Regions from separate parts of the Zea mays genome. Here regions 1 and 3 are each linked to region 2. Evidence: chromatin contacts called from public Hi-C data. All regions are on one chromosome and are shown on one strand. Each heading gives the region's core, a stretch centred on a gene start, on an enhancer-like site or on the middle of the called end of the contact. The rest is flanking DNA. Distances are from core to core; before and after follow the strand shown. Region 1 holds the start of LOC103629954 (alpha-mannosidase 2). Region 2 holds the start of LOC100193155 (U3 small nucleolar ribonucleoprotein protein IMP3-like). Region 3 holds the start of LOC100191461.

Region 1 (3,708 bases), core at 118-2,617, 220 kb before region 2:
GACATAATCATTTTCAACAATTCAATAACATAATTAATTAAATTTCTTCCTAAATCACCATCATACACAATTAAAAACCTAATAAAAGAATTATTATGGACATTCGGGGTACAACCAAGGGCACTGGAGCTTGGAAGGGACAACTGCCAGCGGTGCTGCGGTCTATGGGACTTGATAGGAGCCACGAGGCACAACGCACGAAGCCAACAATGCTAAAAGGGCGGCCAACAATGGGGAATTGAGAGCGTTAGGCATTGGGTTCATGAGGTTAGGGTCTACTCTTTATTGTGTAATATGAGTTAGCCAAAAAAACTATGGATCGATTGCGAATATCCAATGATCGGATAACCACAAGTGGGAGGTAATATCCTAATCCATACCTGCCCGACTTCGGATTGGATATGGGTCTGACCCATAGGTTAAAAATTGTATCCATGTCTAACTCCATCCGAATCCACTGATCAAGTTACCGTTCCTAGCTATAATGTGGCACCAAAACCCAGTAGCCATCTCGCAGCGCCAACTTAACGCCACACTGACGAACATGACACCCATATGTCAGTGAAGGGTTGAAGCACACCGTTCGTAATTCGGCTTCGTTCTGACTAAACTTACTCATCATAGGGCAAATGAGGTAAAAATCCTACTTTAGTCTCTCTTAGGCATCCATTGTTGACTAAAGAACTAAAGTTTAGGGGCTGTTTGGTTTGCTGCCTAACTTGCCACTGTTTGCCACGACTAAGGTTAGCCAAGTTTGACCAAGTTAGACATGTGTTTGGTTTGAAGCCACGGTTGTGGCAAGATTTTTCTCCTGCTATGTAGGTCCCACTTGTCAATGACGGGTAAAAGTGTGGCAAACTGTGGCGTAGAATTTGAGCGTCTAACCTTAGCCACCTTAGGCAAGTGCGGCATAAAATTATGTGGCAATGTTTTAGCACCATAGGTATAGAACCAAACAACCCCTTAGTCATCCACACGAGATTTGCCTTTTAGGGACTAAAAACGACTAAAGTTTTAGTCACAAAACTTTAGTGACCTAAGGGTGTGTTTAGTTTGACTTTTGGTTTAGGCTGTTACCCCATAAAAACCAAAAGCCAAACCAAAGGGATGGATGCAGGAAGCAGTTTTTTCTAAAAACCGGCTTTCTCGTAGTGCAAAACTGAAAGCACCCCTGGACCTGCTTTTAGTGGCTTTCAGATGGAACCGTGAAAACATATATCGAAGAACTTTTAACAACTTTAGTGGTTTCCATCAAACGATTTTTAGTTTTTTAATAGCTCACAACCTACAACAGCTTTTTACATAGCTCACAGCCTACAACAGCTTTTTTCATAGCCACAACCAAATCAAACAAAGCCTAGATTTTTAATAGCTTACAACACACAACAACTTTTATATAGCTTATAGTCTACAACAGTTTTTTTCACAACCACAGCCAAACCAAACAGAACCTAAACCAAACTGGACCTAGTACATAGCTCTTCCACTCACGAATCCCGACTCTCCAATCCCACCCGAATATTGCTGGGCTGGGCCGGGCCGGGCCGGGCACGGGAGGAAAGGCGCATCGCGCACCCACAGACCCACTCGAGACGACAGACGATCCCGCGCGAGGTCAGTCAGGCCACTCCATCCCGACCCCGAAACCGGCGGCGATGCATTTCTTCTCCGGCAGTGGCGGGGCCCGCTCCGGCGCGCTACTCCCCACCACCTCCAAGCCGAAGGCGCACCACCACCTCCGTTCCAAGTCCTCCCTCTCCGTGCCCGCCTTCTCCCGCCGCCGCGGGGGGCTCTACTCCGCGTCCTCCCCCTACTCCCGGCGCGCCCTCTGCCTCGCGGCGACGGCCTTCGCGGCGCTCTTCATCCTAGCCTTCATCCGTCTCGGTTTCCCCTCATCCCGCTCCGCTGCGCTGTCTTCCCCCACCCGTCGCCGCGCGCGCCTCACCCGCAGCCCCGCCTTTCGCCACCGGGACTCGGCCGCGGCAGCCGCCGTATCGGCTCGGATAGGACGCGAGGCGCCCGTGGATATCACGACGAGAGACCTCTACGACGGGATCGAGTTCAGCGACGTTGACGGTGGTGCGTGGAAGCAGGGGTGGGAGGTCAAGTACAGGGGCGACGAGTGGGACACCGAGAAGCTCAAGGTCTTCGTCGCGCCTCACTCGCACAACGACCCCGGCTGGATCCGCACCGTGGAGGAGTACTACCAGCGCCAGTCGCGCCACATTCTTGATACCATCGTCGAGTCCCTCTCCAAGGTCCTTGTGTTCTCGCCACTCGAGATTTGCTTTTGGGTTTTGGCTCTTGGTGCTCTTCTCCTTTTGACGATTGTCAGGACTCAGGATTCTGCTGTGGTATAGGATTCGCGAAGGAAATTCATATGGGAGGAGATGTCATACCTGGAGAGGTGGTGGCGCGACGCGACGCCCAAGATGCGAGAGGCATTCGCTAAGCTTGTCCGTGACGGGCAGCTCGAAATTGTGAGCGGTGGATGGGTCATGAACGATGAGGTGAGAGGGATGCAAAATTTTGTGGTTTAGATGGGGTTTAAGGAGTAAACCGTAGCTTCTGTCTCCTTGCTTTTGTTTTCCATTGTCATCCCAATATGCTATGCGTCCATCATCTGTCTAGGCCATGAACGAAATGAATTTCATTTCACGTTTTATTACCTGGCTGTCTAGTCGATTACAAATGAATTCCGCCGTGCTTGTAGGACTGATACCGAATTTCATTGTTTCTCCTTGCCCACATTGTGATCTCAAATCTTAGGGAGGTATGCACTTGATGCTTTTGATATGAATTGGTTGTAACTTATTTTGGTCTTATATCTCGTTGGTTTGTGTACTTGTAGTTTCTGTGCTTAGGAGTCGATTCAGGCCTAGTGTCAGGTGTGACTCTTGTGCTACATGGTCACTTCAAGCTTAGAGAATCTACAGATTCTGTGGGCAATTGAGCATTTACATGTTTTAAATAGCGGGCGATAAAATTTACCGGAGAGGCCTGCTCAGCTGCTATAGCCCACTATTTAGTACAATGGTATTGTAGCGACAACTGTTGTGAGCTGGTATAGCGCCACGATAGCCTACATGAACTATCGTGCCCGGATTTGTTTCTCTGGAATTTGCATATATTAGTACACATGTTAAAGAGATTCAACAGTCAGGGTTATGACTAAATGATCACACACAGCACCGGCATGTTTATTTTTTATTTCCTTTAGCATGTTGCTTCTGCTATGAGCTTGTTATTATTAAGCCATTCATTGTTCAACAGATATTGTGCTCTTTTATTCTATATCAATGAAACTAGCGTGTTTTATAACACTGTACTCTTTCTGTTGGTTTAATCTTTTCTAGCAAAGTATTTCATCATATTCATATTTCTCTTTAAAAGGAAGCTACATTGAATTCCCTTTGTTTCTCAATGCAGGCAAACTCCCACTACTTTGCCATCATAGAACAGGCAAGTACACGCCAAAATGACTATTTATACCCATTGTTTTCAAGTTGGACTACTTGCTGCACGTTCTAGCTGACCGACTTGGACGATTAATCGCGATTGGTCCAAATCGACTTGGACGACTAATCGCGATTAGTCGGACGACTTGAAAACAGTGTTCATACCTTTCCTCATTGGTAAATGTTGTGTCATGATTGTCTGTACTCTGTAATTGATGCGTAAACAAAGTGCATTCTTTATCTCTTTCTT
Region 2 (3,814 bases), core at 520-3,019:
GCCGTCGAAGTGTGGTGGCCTATGGGTATCCATCCTCTTTCTCTAAAAGCGTCGGCTCTTTTAACGGTGAAGCTAAAATGTTTCAAATGAGACAAACCATGCTATGATACCAATTGAAGAAAATATGTGACACCTAAGAGGGTGTGGATTAGGACTTCTAAAAGTTTCACTAAACTAGGCCACAAATAAATCCCTAGAGCAAAACCTATGCAAATAATCAAACTAGAATGTGCAGACTAGGTTTTGTCTAAGTGTTGCTATCTCTACCGTAATGTCTAAGTTCCAATCCTAAATAATATAAGTATAAAGCCAAGATTGAAACTTAAATGCTTAATATAAATACGGAAGCTAAAGAGCAAGGTAGAGATGCAAACTCTCGTGGATGACGCCGATGTTTTTATTGAGTTATCCAGAACCACGCAAGGTCCTGACTAATCCTCGTTGGTGAGTCTTAGGGACTCGGACGATGAACTCGGGGCGCAGGGTTTATACCGGTTCATACTGGTTCAAGTTCACACTGTACTCCATTGTAGTGTTGATCGTAGTACTGCTTGGAGTGTGTTACAACTGGTGTACTTGTGTGTCTTTTGTCAGAGGAAGAGGGTCTTTCCCTTTTATATCCTAAGGACCTGACCTTACATTGCTATTTCTTTAGAGAGATAATAAAGAAAGAAGAAATCCTTTGTCCGTTGCAGCGGGTCCCTTTCTCCTGGTCATGCGAAGAAGCACTCCTGGGCATGGCGCCACCTGTCGCTTCTGTCCTTACAGCGGGTCTGTGGATGATGTCCCCGAGGTGATGCGCGACAGGCCCCATGGTTGAGTCTCGGGGCTCGACTGACACAACATGGTTCCCTCCCGCCATTGTGGGCCCCAAGTTGTCCTTCCGCGCGTATGGATTGGTCCATTCGATATGGCACCTATCTTGTCGTTTCCGCCATACCGGCTATTGTAGAGGCTCCGGCGCTGAGTTCGTCGGAGAGTTGTGTCTGTGTCTTATCGCCTGGGCTTCTGGCGCCACGCACTGTCGTGGTCGATGTATGTTTGTGGCTTTGGCTCGACGCTTAGACTTGCTCGACGGGGAAGCTGGTCGCCCGCTTCGCCTCACAGACTTACTTGGCGGGGGCCTCGGTCGTTCGCTACGTAGACTTGCTTGGCGGGAGACTTGCTCGATGGACACATTAACATTTGGGTTGGACACGTTAACATTTGGGTATCGTCGTTTGGTGGACTGCATAAATGCGTATTTAGATTCCTTTGTATATTCTTGTTGGAGTTAGCCTGACAGAACTATTGCAATTGGGAGATGGTAGCCGCCTTTTTTTAGTTGAGGGGATAAGAGCATCTCTAAGAGCTCCTCAGAAGTCTCCCCTAAATCAATTTTTTGGGAAAAACATAAAACATGTCTCCAACAGTTCCCTTAAAGTGCTTCCAACTTTTTCATAACACTTAAAACTTCCTTATTTGTAGCTACAAATAGGGTTTTTTGGGCTCCCTATAAATAATTTGCCGCTTTAAGGGATCTGTTGGAGAAATGATTAAAATTTACGCCACAAATTTTTTAGATATCCTTTAAAACTGATTTTTAGGGGTCATTTTCTCGGATATTGGAGATGCTTTGAAAGTTAACTTTTGTATGGAATTTTGCCTCTTTCCTCGCAGGTAACAGGTGCCCAGCGTTTGCGGACCCGTTTCAGCCCACGGGCGCCTACGGTGCTTGAAATTTAGGTCCAGTATCAATTTATGCCCACAAACCACAATGCCAGCCCATGTATCAAACCCTAGGTGTCATCGAGTCCAGCGTCAACAGGCAACAGGTGTCCCAGCCGCGCGCCGCACGCCCTGTTGCCTTCTCTCGACTTCGAGAGCACCGCCGCACGGCATAACGCTCGCACGGCCGAGCCCCGACATTCTACCGCACTCCCTCCGCTGCACCCCTTTCCATTCTACCGCCGGCGACGCCAAAGTTCTTGGGCCTCCTCATCGGCGACTTTTCCGCCGGCGACAGGAAACAACGAACCAAACCACTTCTCTGTCGAGAGGCGTCGCGCTCCTCTCTTCGCCCTCTGCTGGTACTGACTGCGCTGGCTTAAATTGATTACGTCTATTTCTTGTATCGTTGGCAAGTAATCCTCGCCTTACTTGTTCGTGTTGTTCTTCCGGCAGTTATTTTTCTTAACCCGGCTTTCTCTCGATTGCTGCGTAAAGTTGAAGATGAGGAAGCTCAAGTTCCATGAGCAGAAGCTCCTCAAGAGGCACAATTTCTTGGAGTACAAGAGGGAGGGCGGCCACCGCGAGGCGCTCGTCACACAGCGCTACCGCCTCGTGGAGAGGGACGACTACAAGAAGTGGGTTTTTTCTATCCCCGCTATCTCTTGCTTGCCTGTTTAATCATCTCTGTAGTTTGTATTGGATCAGTAGTAGGATTGCTTTATGTTGAATTCTCAACGAAGCATTTGATCAAGGATACACTGAAAATTTTGGACTGTTGGGTGGCAGGTACAATGGGATATGCTTAATGGTGCAAAAGCTCGTTAACATCATAAAGCAGATGGACCCAAGAGACCCTTTCAGAATCCAGATGACAGACTTGATTCTCGATAAGCTGTAAGACTGCTAGTTCACTTTACTTGATCGTGAGATTGTATATACCATTGGTTATGTAAATTTTGAGCTGGGGTTACATCCTCAAGTACCAAAATCTTACAAGTTCGCCTCCTGTGTAGCTATTGATTGTATCTTTGACTGCTTGTAGAGTTAACGGTATTGAACTTCACCTGTACCTGTTTGTAGTATGTAAGGAAAGGCATACTGCTGTTTCCTTTACTACCTCACATATATAGGAACATTTTATAATTGCATTCTCGAATCCTGTGTTTTCCTGTGAAATTGAGATGGTTCTTGTGAAATTTCTGTGTTTCAAATGGGCCCTCAGTGTGTTGAGGTATCTACATATGAATTGTTTGACTGGTTGCTCAGAACTCACTGCAGTGTAAATGTGCCAAAGGTTGCTTGGATATCTGAAATCATGAGATTTCTAATTATATTTCCTGCGTTCCAAATGGACCCTCAGTGTGTTGAGGTATCTACATATGAATTGTTTGACTGGTTCCTCAGAACTTACTCCAGTGTAACTGTGGCAAAGGTTGCTTGGATATCTGAAATCATGAGATTTCTAATTATATGTTTGTATTCTTCCTATGTCTGGTCATACAATCCAATATTGAACTTCACTGCGAAAGAGTCTCTAGCCGATTTGGTTAGGTGGTCTGAGTAGCACTCCTCAGGTTCTGAGTTCGAATCCAGTGGGAGCGAATTTTAGGCTGAGGTTAAAAAAGGTCACTCGCTGGTTCCCATGGTTGTGTGCACGCGAGATGGACTGACCTATGGGGGCGGATCCTCTTGTAGGGGCTAGGAGGGCTCAAAGCATGAGTAAAGATCTGTCCTAAAGGGGGCGCATCCGTTGCATGGGGGGCAGCTTTTCTGACCTTTCTGGGGCTCTGATTGAAATTCTTCTTAACATAATACTGTGGGGGCAGTATTTTCCTTACCGGCCGAGTTTTTTTAATATTGAACTTCACTAGTACTATCATAATTTCTTCATCTGCATTGGACTTCATTGCCATTGCCTGTCATCTGTAATAGTGGTCGTTCCCTGATTGTGGCAATGGATTGATTTTTTTAAAAGAAACCACTATTCAGTGAGCTACTTATTTTTGTGGTCTGATGGAGCTACTTAAATTTCAGGTATAATATGGGTGTAATTTCAACAAAAGAGAGCTTGTTAAAGTGTGAGAAACTTTCAGTGAGCGCCTTC
Region 3 (3,821 bases), core at 750-3,249, 130 kb before region 2:
TACTAATTTTTAGCAAGAGGCTGTTTGGATCCACCTGCTAATAGGTGGTTGGATAGTGAGTTGAAAGTGCAGTGCATATAAACTATTAGCAGCTATTAGCAACTCCAAACTAGCTAATGGACCAAATAGATAGCAGCCCGCCAGCTAATAATTAGCAGGTTTATTATCAGGCCTATTTGGATCCACTAGTACTAATTTTAGTTGCTAATGTTTCATGCTAATGGATCCAAAAAGGCCCTAAATTGAAGTGAAAGATGGCAAACAACTAATACCCAAAAGCTTCAACCATAAGCAAGTATCACAGAAACTGCATATAAGGTACTAAGAAGCTTTCAGCAGAATAAATATCTATTTTAAGAAATATAAGTGCATATATATATATATATATATATATATTCTGAAGCAATATTGGAAATTGCATGTCTAAACTACAACTCAAGTATCATATAATTCATTGACCTAAAGTGAAAAAAATATGCTTGATAATCTTAGCAACCTACGACCTTTTTCTTGGATGTCTATATATAGGTTTCATAGAAATGAACAGAAAAAGTGAAGGGAACAGGGAACAGGCTTGTAACCATGACCACAGCAGATAAAAAGGTATAACAGAGAGAACAAAAGAACACATGATGAGTGTACAGATGACGCACGTTCTTGTTGCGATGTGTGCATTGTCGATGTTGCCTTGTGAAAGGTAAAATAGGGCCAGTTCAAGTGTAACCAAGTTTTTCTGTCAAATGAAAAAATGGTCAAGTATCTAAAAATAACAATAACAAAATGGCCAAGCAGGCAGCAGAACATAAGTTATCATGTTTTCCATCCATCAGTATTTATAAAATTAAACGAAAAAAATAGCATTCCACAGGTAAGATGATGACCATCGCATTAGTATTAAAAAATAAGAAGCTTGTAACGCTGATGTAGGAATACATAGCCTTTATGTTGTCCTCCCAAAAATATTCCAGATATGTCCTTAATGAAACAGAGATGATGCAGGCACTAGTAATATAACCCAAGGTATTTGTCCAGTTTCATTCATATATTTCTCATTTCAGTCATACTAGCATCAGCTAACTAGAATACTTGATAACAGGATCCCTTTATATCACAAAAGCCTGACTGACAGTAGAATTAGGAATTACTTTTGGGCAAGAAGGAAACCAAATCAGCTTTCGCATCCAAACATTGAACAACTTCTGCGTTCTGAGGTAGTAGCTGCTCCTGCCACCGTACTGCACGCTGCTGTCCTCAGCAAGCCGCTTATGAATCTCCATGGCCACCTTTCATCCAGCACATGTTCACATCAGAAACACCAACAACTAAAACAAAGTAAAAAAATGCAAATTTTATCAGGCATGGTTGCTTACCACGAACATTCTGCGCGTCTCCTCGTAGGAGTCGGGCTTTCGGTTGCCGCTAAGGAGCGTCGAGACGACGCTGGCCGCGTCGCGCCACCGGTGCGCTCCCGCGAGCTCGTGGAGGATGAGGCCCAGACGCCGGCGGTTGAGCCAGAGAGTGGGAGGCTCCGCTGCCGCGGGCCTCGGGACGGAGCGGAGGTCCTGCGAGTCATTCCGTTTCCCGGACGCCCTCCCGTTGCTCCCCACCCCGGTGTCCGCGCCGGACTCGTCCTTGACGGCAGAGAACACGGGCGTCGGCGTTAGGCCGGCGAAGGACGCGTCCCCTGATGCCACCGATGGGATGGTCTGGGGCGTGACGAGGGGAGGGCTTAGGGGAAGCTGGGTGGGAGTCACTGGGAGGCGGCCTCCACGGCGGCGCTTCTTGCGAGGCAGTGACGCCGGCGTGTGAGCGGTGGGCTCTGCGTCCTCGATTTCTCTCTTGACGGCGGTGTGAGGCGAAGGAGACGGCAGCATCGTCCGCGCCATGACGAGGCAGAGGCAGAGACCGCGGCGGCGGGCCGGCGGCGCTGCACCGTCTAGGTCGAGGGTTTTGCAGGAGTATCATGTCCCCGCGGGGAGAGGAGGGTATGTTTCCAATGGGCCGCTCGGATTACTTTGGCGGACACATCAATGGCTGTTTGGAATAACTCCAGATACAAAAGGGATTTAGAAATTCACACCAAGAAGCTTTAACTCAGATTTAAAATATTATTATCACTAGAAAGTATTAAGAGAATTATATTATAAATCTATTAGAACGATTTAATAGCCCATCAATTACATAAATATTTGCAATTTTGCAACCCACAAGTATTGCTTCTTTGCTATTACGTCATCTATGTATATGATTTGAGTTCATCTGTACCTATGATTTATGGGCCCAATAGCAAGGTAGCAAAGTTCACTAACAGTGATGGCAAACTTGAAAATCCCCCTCAATTACAACCCATAAACAAAGATCTCCACAATTATCTCCATGACTCCCGAAGTGATAGAAAAAGAGTAAGCACCACTTCATTGTGCTCCGCTCGGGAAGTAAGAACCAAAGTCACTATCACCCTGTGGTCTCTCTACCTGAGGCCTACCAGCAAGAGGCAAAGCACTTCTAGGCCTCGCAGGACGTCTTCGAGCATGAAGATCATGAACACCATGAGAAAGACGGTTCATGTCTTTTATGCTCGGCTCAGAAACCCGACGCTCATTTCTCTTCCTCCTAAAGAAAAAAAACAGCCAGATGCCCATCCCTCTCACAATAGTCACAATGGAATCTCACCTCTCTCTTGGGTGGTATCTGTTTGTGAGTTTTGGGCTTTTTAGGTGGATGTGGCTGAGGGCTTCCAGGAAGGGGATCGCTAGAGATGTCGGGAAGGGTAACAAGTGTGTTCCCAAGGCGGTTAGGTTTTGGAATCCACACTTGTTTCTGAGGAGGGGCTCTCACAGGCTCCTAAGTCACACCATCTCTCGCACGGGTGATAGGCTCAGGTGAGGTGATTTTGTCAAGCTTGGGAGTGAATGAAGGTTTCTCTAATGGTTTCAATCCACTCCACTCACCAACCTTGTCACTCCCAGACCTAGAAGCAAAGCATATTCTCGGTCCGCTAGTTCCCCTCTTAAATTGACTGACCACCATGCTGGGATCAATGCACGACACCTAGCTCAAGACCGACCGAAGGTATGTGTTTTCTTCCTCGATTCGGGTCTTGTCATGTCTGCAGGACTCAAGAGCAGACTATAAACCCTCACAAAGTGCACACTGCGTAGGTGCAGGTGCACTTACTAAACTAGCCTTCTCAAGCAGGGCTATCCTAGCCTTTCTCTCTGCTAGCTTAGTCTGCAAACTAAGACAAGCAGTACACGCATCTAACAAGCTAGACCTAGATCTCAACTCGTCATGCTCATCTAGCAAGGTGTCGTACTTGGTTTGTAAAGTGGTGATGTTTGACATGTGTAGGGTGCACCCATCACATTCAGTCTCGTCGGATACCACTACTGAAGCTCTAGAAGACTCGAGCTCCCTAAGCGTGCTCTCATACTCGAATTTAAATTATTTCCTCTCTCTAGCAGAAAGCCTAAGCAACTTGTCCTAATTCGCCAAAAGTAGCATTTAGCTCTTCTATCTCAGCGGCGAGATCATCGGTAGAATGTGATACCTCAAAAGCAGAGTCGTCACCAATGTCCTAACCGTCGCTGTCCATGACATCATCACCAAGGGCCATGGTGCAAAGGCCTCCTACGGTGTCGAAGATGAAGCACAACCCATTTAGCTTGTCCTCAACCCACCTCTCAGTCTCCTCATCGCTCGAGGAAGAAGCAACGTCATCGGAGTCATGGTCGAGGTCGATGAGGAGGCAAGGAAGGCACGCTTCTTGATCTTTGCCTTCTGGAGATATTTCTTAAACGCCTCCTTGTCAAATCCTCCCT

Evidence for each region. Hi-C and Micro-C count contacts between places; a contact is called where the count stands out from the background.
Region 1: a Hi-C map of tassel shows a contact between it and region 2, with 2.7 times the contacts expected there. The contact joins the promoter of LOC103629954 here to the promoter of LOC100193155 in region 2. A contact is called at or near these places in 2 of 25 Hi-C or Micro-C datasets (ear and tassel).
Region 3: a contact with region 2 is called in a Hi-C map of leaf, with 5 times the contacts expected there. The contact joins the promoter of LOC100191461 here to the promoter of LOC100193155 in region 2. A contact is called at or near these places in 6 of 25 Hi-C or Micro-C datasets (bundle sheath, ear, leaf and 2 more).

Annotation. Positions count from the first base shown.
Region 1 is chr6:125,846,549-125,850,256 of Zm-B73-REFERENCE-NAM-5.0, reverse strand. LOC103629954 (alpha-mannosidase 2) reads left to right here and starts at 1,367. Exons shown (of 4, transcript XM_008651052.3): 1 at 1,367-2,258; 2 at 2,361-2,510; 3 at 3,430-3,462. The coding sequence starts at 1,656.
Region 2 is chr6:125,625,869-125,629,682 of Zm-B73-REFERENCE-NAM-5.0, reverse strand. It overlaps LOC100193155 (U3 small nucleolar ribonucleoprotein protein IMP3-like), which reads left to right and starts at 1,769. Exons shown (of 5, transcript NM_001416316.1): 1 at 1,769-2,069; 2 at 2,206-2,345; 3 at 2,497-2,604; 4 at 3,745-3,814. The coding sequence starts at 2,212.
Region 3 is chr6:125,757,740-125,761,560 of Zm-B73-REFERENCE-NAM-5.0, reverse strand. It overlaps LOC100191461, which reads right to left and starts at 1,999. Exons shown (of 9, transcript NM_001349816.1): 1 at 1,371-1,999; 2 at 1,146-1,283; 3 at 654-733. The coding sequence starts at 1,886.